3 separate regions of the Zea mays genome follow, and regions 1 and 2 are each linked to region 3. The links are chromatin contacts, called in public Hi-C maps. All regions are on one chromosome and are shown on one strand. The core of a region is the stretch at or near the end of the contact, and the rest is flanking DNA. Distances in the headings are between cores, read along the strand shown. Region 1 holds the start of LOC100283762 (60S ribosomal protein L24). Region 2 holds the start of LOC103626062 (protein DEK). Region 3 holds the start of LOC100274298 (UDP-arabinopyranose mutase 3).

Region 1 (2,716 bases), core at 59-2,558, 360 kb after region 3:
GATAAAACATATTAGTACTTAAAAACTATGTACTAAGTGTAGAAACATACCTTCTCTTTGATTTGCACTTCTCTCTTCAATTAGCACATAAGACATTATTTAAATGTGTTGAGCACTTAATCACCAAAACATAATAGAAATTGCCCAAGGGCACATTTCCCTTTCACACACATCACAACATCCTTTTTTCACAGCTTAGAGCCCACGAAAACTTTTTTCACGGTCACCGTCCAACCAAAAAGACCCTAAACAGCTAAATACGGAAACTAAAACTTTACTTCAGTTTCGGTATTTGGTAATTTAGGAATTAAAATGAAACAAAATGGATGATATATTTTTTCTAGAGCTAAATATACTTCTTTTGTAAATTTTCTATATGTTTGGATATTTTCTAAAGCTAAATCTATTTCTTGAAAACTTATGAGATGTTTTCATGAGTTCTAAATATTTTATTGAATAAAATACACGCGGTTTATCCTCCCTGCCCCTAAACTCCTAAAGTGCATGTCTAGGTCTGTAAACTCGTGAAGTCGTATCGTCTCGGCCTCTAAACTTTCAACATTCTAAACCCATGTAGTTGTATCGTCTCGGTTCCTAAACTTTCAACATACACATTCTGGTCTCTATACTTCTATGGTTGTGTCAGCTAAGTCCATAAAATTCTTTTTAGTGTTATCACATGTTCAAATAGTTTTGACCCACTCTACGTGCATTTTCGGAGTTTTAGGGATCCAGATGATACAACCATAGAAGTACATGGATCAGAATGTGGATGTTGAAAGTTTAGGAACCTAAACTATACAACTTCATAAGTTTAGGGATCTATATATGCACTTTGAAAGTTTTGTGACCATAATGATACACTACTAAAAGTTTAGGGACTACCAGTGTATTTTACTCTATTTTATTTTAGCTAGGATTATCTCAATTTATCTCTTAATTTTTTTTAATTTTTTTGAATCTATAATTTTTTTGCGGGTTAAAATTACGAGGATGATAATTTAAATATTTTTTGAGTTTTGGACAATAGTTCATGAAGGTAGAATGACTTATTCCTATTGTAAAAAAAATCATGGGTTAATTGTTATGCATAAAGCCCACGATGGGATTTTAGGCCCAAAAGCGGCCACTTCGCAGCTTATCCGAACCCAGTCAGCCAGCCCACGCATGAGCTATATAAGACGGCCATATAAGAAACCCTAGCGGAGCCACCAGCACACTCGTCTTTTTCCTCTACGGCCGCCACCATCGCCTCGCGGCCGCCTGCCGCTCCGCTCGAAAGGTGTGGCAACCGTCGAAATTTTCTTCACTTCGTTTCTGCCTTTGACCAGCTCTTGCGCTCGGCTTATCTCGTGCGGTTGTTGCTAGAACCGTCCCTAATTCCATTCCCGTGATCTGGTTTAGTCATTTCATGGTTTTATTTGTTGCATCTGTGGTGAATCTGTGGTCACTTAGATCAACATAGGAAGATGTACGCCCAGTTGAGTTTTGAGTTGGCTGTTGGTGTTTCCCTAACTAGGGATTGAGGGTCTGAAGCTCTATACCTGTTGCAATCGCGTAGTTGTGCGTGCTAGATGTATCAGAGAATCCCTTTGAGTAGAAAGCACACGCACACAGCTGCCACGGTATTGGCATTCGTAGGTATCTGTTTCACTGATGTGCTACATGCACGAGGATAGCACCTGATATTTGTGCGCTTGTAAGTTTACTTGGTTGCTTAATTGCTTATTTTTTAGATTTTGTACTTGCATGGTTACATTGTCATCTTTTTTATTGCACATGTTGTCATTGTCTTGCAAGCAGATAGTCATCAGGAGGTATATGTCCAGTTGACTTGAGTTGGCTATGCATGTTTTGATTTCGGTGTCAAGGCACATGTACTGTGGTGATATAGCTGTTTCAATAGCGTAGTTGCCAAACTTTTTGTGTGTGCTATATGGACCAGGGAACCCGCTTTGCAGCAGATATTTGTTCTGTGTTTCTGCTGCCAGTAGTCACCCGACAGTTAAATCCTTTTGAGTTCTGAATTCTATTGGCCCTTTAGGTGTTTGTGGCATGCTTTCGAATTGGAAGCCCATGCACTTTGTTGCAATGCCTTTGGTATTGCATAGATTCCTATTTCATTGATGTGCAAGATGCACCAGTATATAACCCTTGCAGCAAGAATTTATTTTTGGCTGTGTTTCTGCTGCCTGTCAAATCCTGGTTTTTGTGTGGATGCAAACTTGCCATGTTGATTAATACATTGTTACTGATTTTCCAGGTTTTGTATTTGCATAGCTGCATTGTCAAATGTACATATGAATTCTTCTGATTTTCTTTATTTGGTTTGTGTGAATTACACAGTTTTTAGTGAAGATTTTTTGAAGCCGAGAAGATGGTGCTGAAGTAAGTTTCTATTTCTTTTCTTTCATTTAAATATGTTAAAATATCTGGCTAGACCATGCCTTTTTTTCTCGGCATGACTAGCATATTTTCTGTGATTGGTTAATGTTATTAGAAACAGTTACACATCTTGAAATTATTCTAAGTACGATCATCTCCTTGCAGGACGGAACTCTGCCGCTTCAGTGGCCAGAAGATCTATCCTGGGAAAGGCATCCGGTTTATTCGTGCTGATTCTCAGGTTACTTGCTGTTACATTTTTTGTAATAGGTTTGTAAGCTTTATATAGCATGATCTTATGGCAAGGAAATACATCTGTTTTTGTAGGTTT
Region 2 (2,700 bases), core at 196-2,695, 280 kb after region 3:
ATCGTGGTTTCATGAAAATACAACTAGGTAGCGACTTGCTACAAAGGCATCATCACAAACATCTGAAAAACTCTGAAAAATAGAAAATGAATTAACATTCCATGTTGCATATTTAGAAGTTGGAAACAAGAGCAAGTGACCAACCTATTGATTGCTAGTTTTTTGTAGTTGGGCGTGGTTTGTTGTTCGCCTGCAGGCTACAGAGTAGGGCGCCACTCCCTACCCTGACGGCCCTCAGTCCTTGATATGCCCGCATGGCCTCTCTCCTTCAAGTGGACGCGTCGTCGATAGAGGTTGAGCCATGATGTGGCTGTGCCGCCTCTCGATTTGGCCAGCGATGAACTCCTGCGGGCCTTGGAGCCCCCTCGGCGAACGTAAGCGAGGTGGACGCGCCCGGATGGTGAGAGAATGTGTGGTGCGTACCCGAGGACGAAGACATCGGTGCCGAGGCAGAGTAAAGATATAGATTTTAACCGTTGTCGTCGTCTAGTTTTATTATTTAATATTTTTAAAGATATTTTATTTATATAATAAATTTTGTGACACTTATTTCTACACAGAGTTATTATACATGTGAAATTTGATTCTGGCATACATAATTACATATGTAATACATCTGGATGTATCGTTAAATCCGGGCGCCACGTTTTGTTTTGTTCTGTTCTCAACCACCTACTACAGCTGTCCGCATTAGGTATTTAGGGGCAAGGATTAAGGACTCAAAGTAGAATAGTGAAGTGAAGCGACAGCCGACAGTAGAAGATTTTAGCACTTCCCCTCAACTCGATTTAGAGGGTGTTTGGTTAGAGGGACTAAAGATTAGTCTGTAGTTTTTATTCTCATTTAGTCCTTTTTTTGCCAAACACTAGGACTAAAATATGAACTAAAATGATTTAGTCTTTAGTCCTTCACATATGTGCTAAAAGGGACTAAATCATATTAATTCCACATTTACCCCTCATTTAGTTCAATTGTACTAATAGCAGGAGAATGTTAAATGCTATTTTAGTCTTCTTATGAGTCATTTAGTATATTCTTACTATTTTAGCCCCTAGAACCAAACATGTTATGGACTAAACTTTAGTCCCCTAGCTAAACTTTAGTCCCTAGACTAAGAGAGTGTTTGGTTTCTAGGGACTAATTTTTAGTCCCTACATTTTATTATATTTTAGTTCTAAAATTACTAAATATAGAAACAAAAACTTTATTATAGTTTCTATATTTGATAATTTATAGACTAAAATAAAATAAAATAATGAGACATTAGTCCCTATAAACCAAACACCCCCTAAAGAAACCAAACATAACCTTACTTTCCCATGCGGCCAGCAGTAGCACCGCGCCCTCTTGTTTCAACGGCAGCCAAGTACGGACCGGAATTCGGAGCCCGAAAGCGACGCCCCTGCCCCCAGTCCCTGTTCAGCGGCTGCGGCCCACGGCCCACGGGCCCGTACCAGCAGCGCAACGCTCCTGCCTGCAGCCCTCTGCACACGCCCGAAGCGTCCGCGAACGGCAAAGGACGTGGCGAGGCCCACAGCCAGCGTCCCGTGCGCGGGGGCCTCACCAGGCAGCGTCCCACGTGATGGCGGGGCCCGCGCCTCCCGCGCGCGGGCGATTGGACTCCGTGCTGGGGTCCGATCCGATCCCGACCCGGCGCCGCAACCGCTGCTGCTGACAAAAAATCACCAGAAATAAAATAAATAAAAATCCCACAGAAGAAAAAAAACACCCCGAAAATTCTCCCTCGCTCTCTCTCAGTCTCTCTCTCCGTGAGGGAGGAAGTTGGGCTTCGTTCTCGAGTACTCTTCGTTCTCAGGCGGCCCCCGGCTGCTTCTGCTGGTCGCCGCCCAGCTCCAGGTACGCGCGAGGGCCGAAAAAAACCTCGTCTCCCTTTCCTCTAGCTAGCCTGCTCGAGATTGTTCGTACTTTTGCTCCGGGCCGGGTTGCTGTCGTCGTCGAGCTGGCTTGCACTGCACCGCGTGCGAGCGGCAGAGGAAGCTCAGTTTGGGGTTTCTAGGGTTTTGGGACGAGCACAGGGAAGGCGTCGCTCTTCTGCTCGGGTAGAGTATAGCTGCGCGGCGCTGTTCTCTGAGTTCAGGGGACGGCTTCTGGGCTGCGGCAGAGCTGTGTGCCGCCCAAATCCGGCAAATTCGGTCCGAGTTGCTTAGGGTTTGGATGCGGAAGCCGGGGTCCCTGGCGCCGTGCTCTGCGGTTCCTTGGTCCGTGTCCTGCGATTGTGTGGTTCCCTCTGCAACTGCCTGCAGGCTTCGCTGAAATTTGGGGTTCCTGCAACGAGTTGGGCTTACCTGTCAATTAGCCCTTTGGGCTAATGCCTGCAATTTGATCTCCTCCGCCGTTGTCTTCGTCAGAGCTTACTTGTTGGAGGCCCTTTAGCATTCCTTTTACTCTAGCTAAGACTATGATGCGGTGTTTTTATTCTTCCATTTTGCCTTCTTGCTTTCTACTTGACACCATTGTACCTCAAAGTTCAAATCTTCCTAACAATACCCACATAGCACGCACCGCAGCATGCCACTGTTTCCTTTCTTTTGTCAGTTTTTTTATTCCCCACTGGGTCCTGTATCTCAGGTTTCCTCACTAGGGTTACCATTTTAACACAGTTATTAGAGAAATAAGGGCCAGCCTGGTTGCCCGAGGCTGACCCAGCACCTGCGATGGAGGAGAAGGCTGTCACAAATG
Region 3 (2,829 bases), core at 99-2,598:
CTCCCCATATGTATCTAGTGGTATACTACCTATGTCGTCTCTAGATGTCCATGTCTTCGTTGTGTCCTTCTCCGGCAACGGACAGGTATGTCCGCCTCTTCCCTTCCCTTCCTGCTCTACGAACCCATGGAAGTGGGGGAAGCGAGGGACGGGGCTCCCTGATTTGCTACCTATGGTACCCGTTTGATGGCTCGACATCGCCTGTCTACATGGACTTTCTATTACCACAGTGTCGACTCGGTATACTTCTACCACTTCTATGTAGCTGTCACCCATCCTTCTGTCATTGCAATTTTTTTGTGTTGTTTCTCTGTTGTTTTGGGTGTTAGTTTTTTGTTGTGCTAAGAATTGAACATAATTTGGGTGTGTTAATACTTTATTTATTGTCTGCACATGGTTTGTGTTCTTATGATGATGGCTCATGGATCCTGCAAAATATGTGTTACGATTTGGAGATCCATGCAGTCACTACCACAGAGTGCTCGTCCCTTGTATTCTTGTCTCTTACATGAGTCGTTTCTGAGACCATATTGGTGTAATGGACTCCATGGTGTTTGAGATTACTGAATTGGATGGAGTAGCAATGTTTTGTCACATTAATAGTAAAAGGAAAGGTTATTTATTGGTTTTAAACGTTAGTAATTGCTACGAAGTATCATAATTTATATGGAGCACATACAGTTTTTATTGATGCCTAACTTTAGCAAACACTCCATATTTTAATCTATCCTTTTTATAAGTTTGATTTCATGTGACTTATTTTAGAAACTTGAACTCGCAAATTCCTCTTTTTTGGTATATGTATGGTTGAATTATGTCATTCTATAATATCTGTTCTTTCAATCAGTCGTTGTGAACTCTTTTCTAATCGCTCTCTTCATTGATCGTATTGTACCAAGACATATTGGATGGAGTAAACAACAACATCAGTTAGTCAAATAAAAAAATTATACGGAGAGCGGAGACAATCAATAAAAAATCTTGAGATATTTTTGATAGATAATTTACGTGAATATTGTTATAAGTCGTCGCAATGCACGAGTAACCGACTAGTGTAATCTTCAAAATGCACCTCCACGCATCGACATGTCTACTCACATATCCAATCCAAGCCTCTTTTGGATACGTTAGAAAATTCAACATACAAACATATTTATGACGTAGAAAAGAAAACTCGCAAAGCTACCAGACGAAAACTAAAATGAAAAAAAAGGCAAAGCGAAGACTAGTATAGAGATTGATGGGTGGGGGCAGTCGGGCAGAGGAAAAAATTAAAAGAGGGAGGGGAGGGCCATTCGCCTCTCCTATATAACGACCACTTCCTCCCACCGCTTCTTCCCACGCCTCCCAACCTCCTCTGCTTCCGAGATCTCTCCCCACCTCCCGGTCCGCTAGCAGATAGCGGGGGCCAGAGAGATCGAGATCCGGAGGCGCTAGCGCCACCCATCAGCGTCTGCGGCAATGGCGGGCACGGTGACGGTCCCGGGGTCGTCGAAACCCTCCACGCCGCTGCTCAAGGACGAGCTCGACATCGTGATCCCGACGATCCGCAACCTCGACTTCCTCGAGATGTGGAGGCCCTTCTTCCAGCCCTACCACCTCATCATCGTGCAGGACGGCGACCCGACCAAGACCATCAAGGTCCCCGAGGGCTTCGACTACGAGCTCTACAACCGCAACGACATCAACCGCATCCTCGGGCCCAAGGCCTCCTGCATATCCTTCAAGGACTCCGCCTGCCGCTGCTTCGGCTACATGGTCTCCAAGAAGAAGTACATCTACACCATCGACGACGACTGCTTCGTATGCCTTCTTCTCTCTTTTGTCTCTCTCGTTTCGTTATTCCTCCAATACCTCCATTCCGCGTGGATCCGAACGAAAGGCGGGGTCTTGACACCCGATCTTTCATTCGTCCATTCCGCGTGGATCCGAAGGGAAGGCGGGGTCTTGACACCGGATCTGGGTCAAATTCGATCGAGTTGGCCCAGATCCGCCCGGACCAGATCTGGATCTAGCCGTGCGCGGTCAAACGCGTTGACCCGTATGAGTTTTGGGGGTAATACTCAACCATTACGGATCTCGGTCCGTAGCAGCTGGTTGTGCTCAGTAGCTCTAGTGCCGTCGTTCCGACAGGAAACAGGGGCGGCTGCCAGCTAGCTCGGGGTTGCTAGATGTCTGCCACCTCGTACTGGTAGTAGTTAGTGCCTTGTCGTTACAAGGGTCCTTTTCATTTTGGTCTGGTGTCCTTGTTTATGTGATCCCGTCGCGGATCAAAAGCTTGGCACATCCAGTTTGTCATTTACTTGTTAACCAAAACGTGCCAGAATGCTCCAATGTCATTGGATCTGGACTGCTTCAGATCAGATCCGAGCAGTGACAAACTTCTGTAATCCAGACACCGCTGTTCGTTTTTTTTTCACCTTTCACCAGTGCCAGCTATTCATAATTCACATTTTTGTTCAATTTTTACCTCCATCCTGCAAGACCCACATCACTACATTCATAATTCTGATGATGGAACTAGCAACATCGTCGTCAGTAGTAACATTGGAAGCAGTATCCAGCAGTCCGATGGATCTCTCTGATTTTTTTGTCACCTGAGCTAGCAGCACTGTATCTGTCAGAAACATTAGCATTAATATCAAGCAATGCAATCGAACTATGAATTTTACCATCTGAGCGAGCAGAAGCTGTGATCTGAACCAGCAACATCATTGCACGCATGGTGTTTTTGTCTCGTTAACCAAATGTCTTTGCCTGTCATTTAGGTTGCCAAGGACCCATCAGGCAAGGATATCAATGCTCTTGAGCAGCACATCAAGAACCTCC

The links. Hi-C and Micro-C count contacts between places; a contact is called where the count stands out from the background.
Region 1: a contact with region 3 is called in a Hi-C map of ear, with 2.8 times the contacts expected there. The contact joins the promoter of LOC100283762 here to the promoter of LOC100274298 in region 3. A contact is called at or near these places in 2 of 25 Hi-C or Micro-C datasets (ear and tassel).
Region 2: a Hi-C map of tassel shows a contact between it and region 3, with 2.4 times the contacts expected there. The contact joins the promoter of LOC103626062 here to the promoter of LOC100274298 in region 3. A contact is called at or near these places in 4 of 25 Hi-C or Micro-C datasets (bundle sheath, ear, leaf and 1 more).

What each region holds. Positions count from the first base shown.
Region 1 is chr5:20,052,416-20,055,131 of Zm-B73-REFERENCE-NAM-5.0, forward strand. It overlaps LOC100283762 (60S ribosomal protein L24), which reads left to right and starts at 1,309. Exons shown (of 6, transcript NM_001156661.1): 1 at 1,309-1,699; 2 at 2,347-2,388; 3 at 2,551-2,626; 4 at 2,713-2,716. The coding sequence starts at 2,378.
Region 2 is chr5:19,976,332-19,979,031 of Zm-B73-REFERENCE-NAM-5.0, forward strand. It overlaps LOC103626062 (protein DEK), which reads left to right and starts at 1,446. Exons shown (of 12, transcript XM_008646442.2): 1 at 1,446-1,857; 2 at 2,622-2,700. The coding sequence starts at 2,676.
Region 3 is chr5:19,691,922-19,694,750 of Zm-B73-REFERENCE-NAM-5.0, forward strand. It overlaps LOC100274298 (UDP-arabinopyranose mutase 3), which reads left to right and starts at 1,349. Exons shown (of 4, transcript NM_001148662.1): 1 at 1,349-1,803; 2 at 2,769-2,829. The coding sequence starts at 1,462.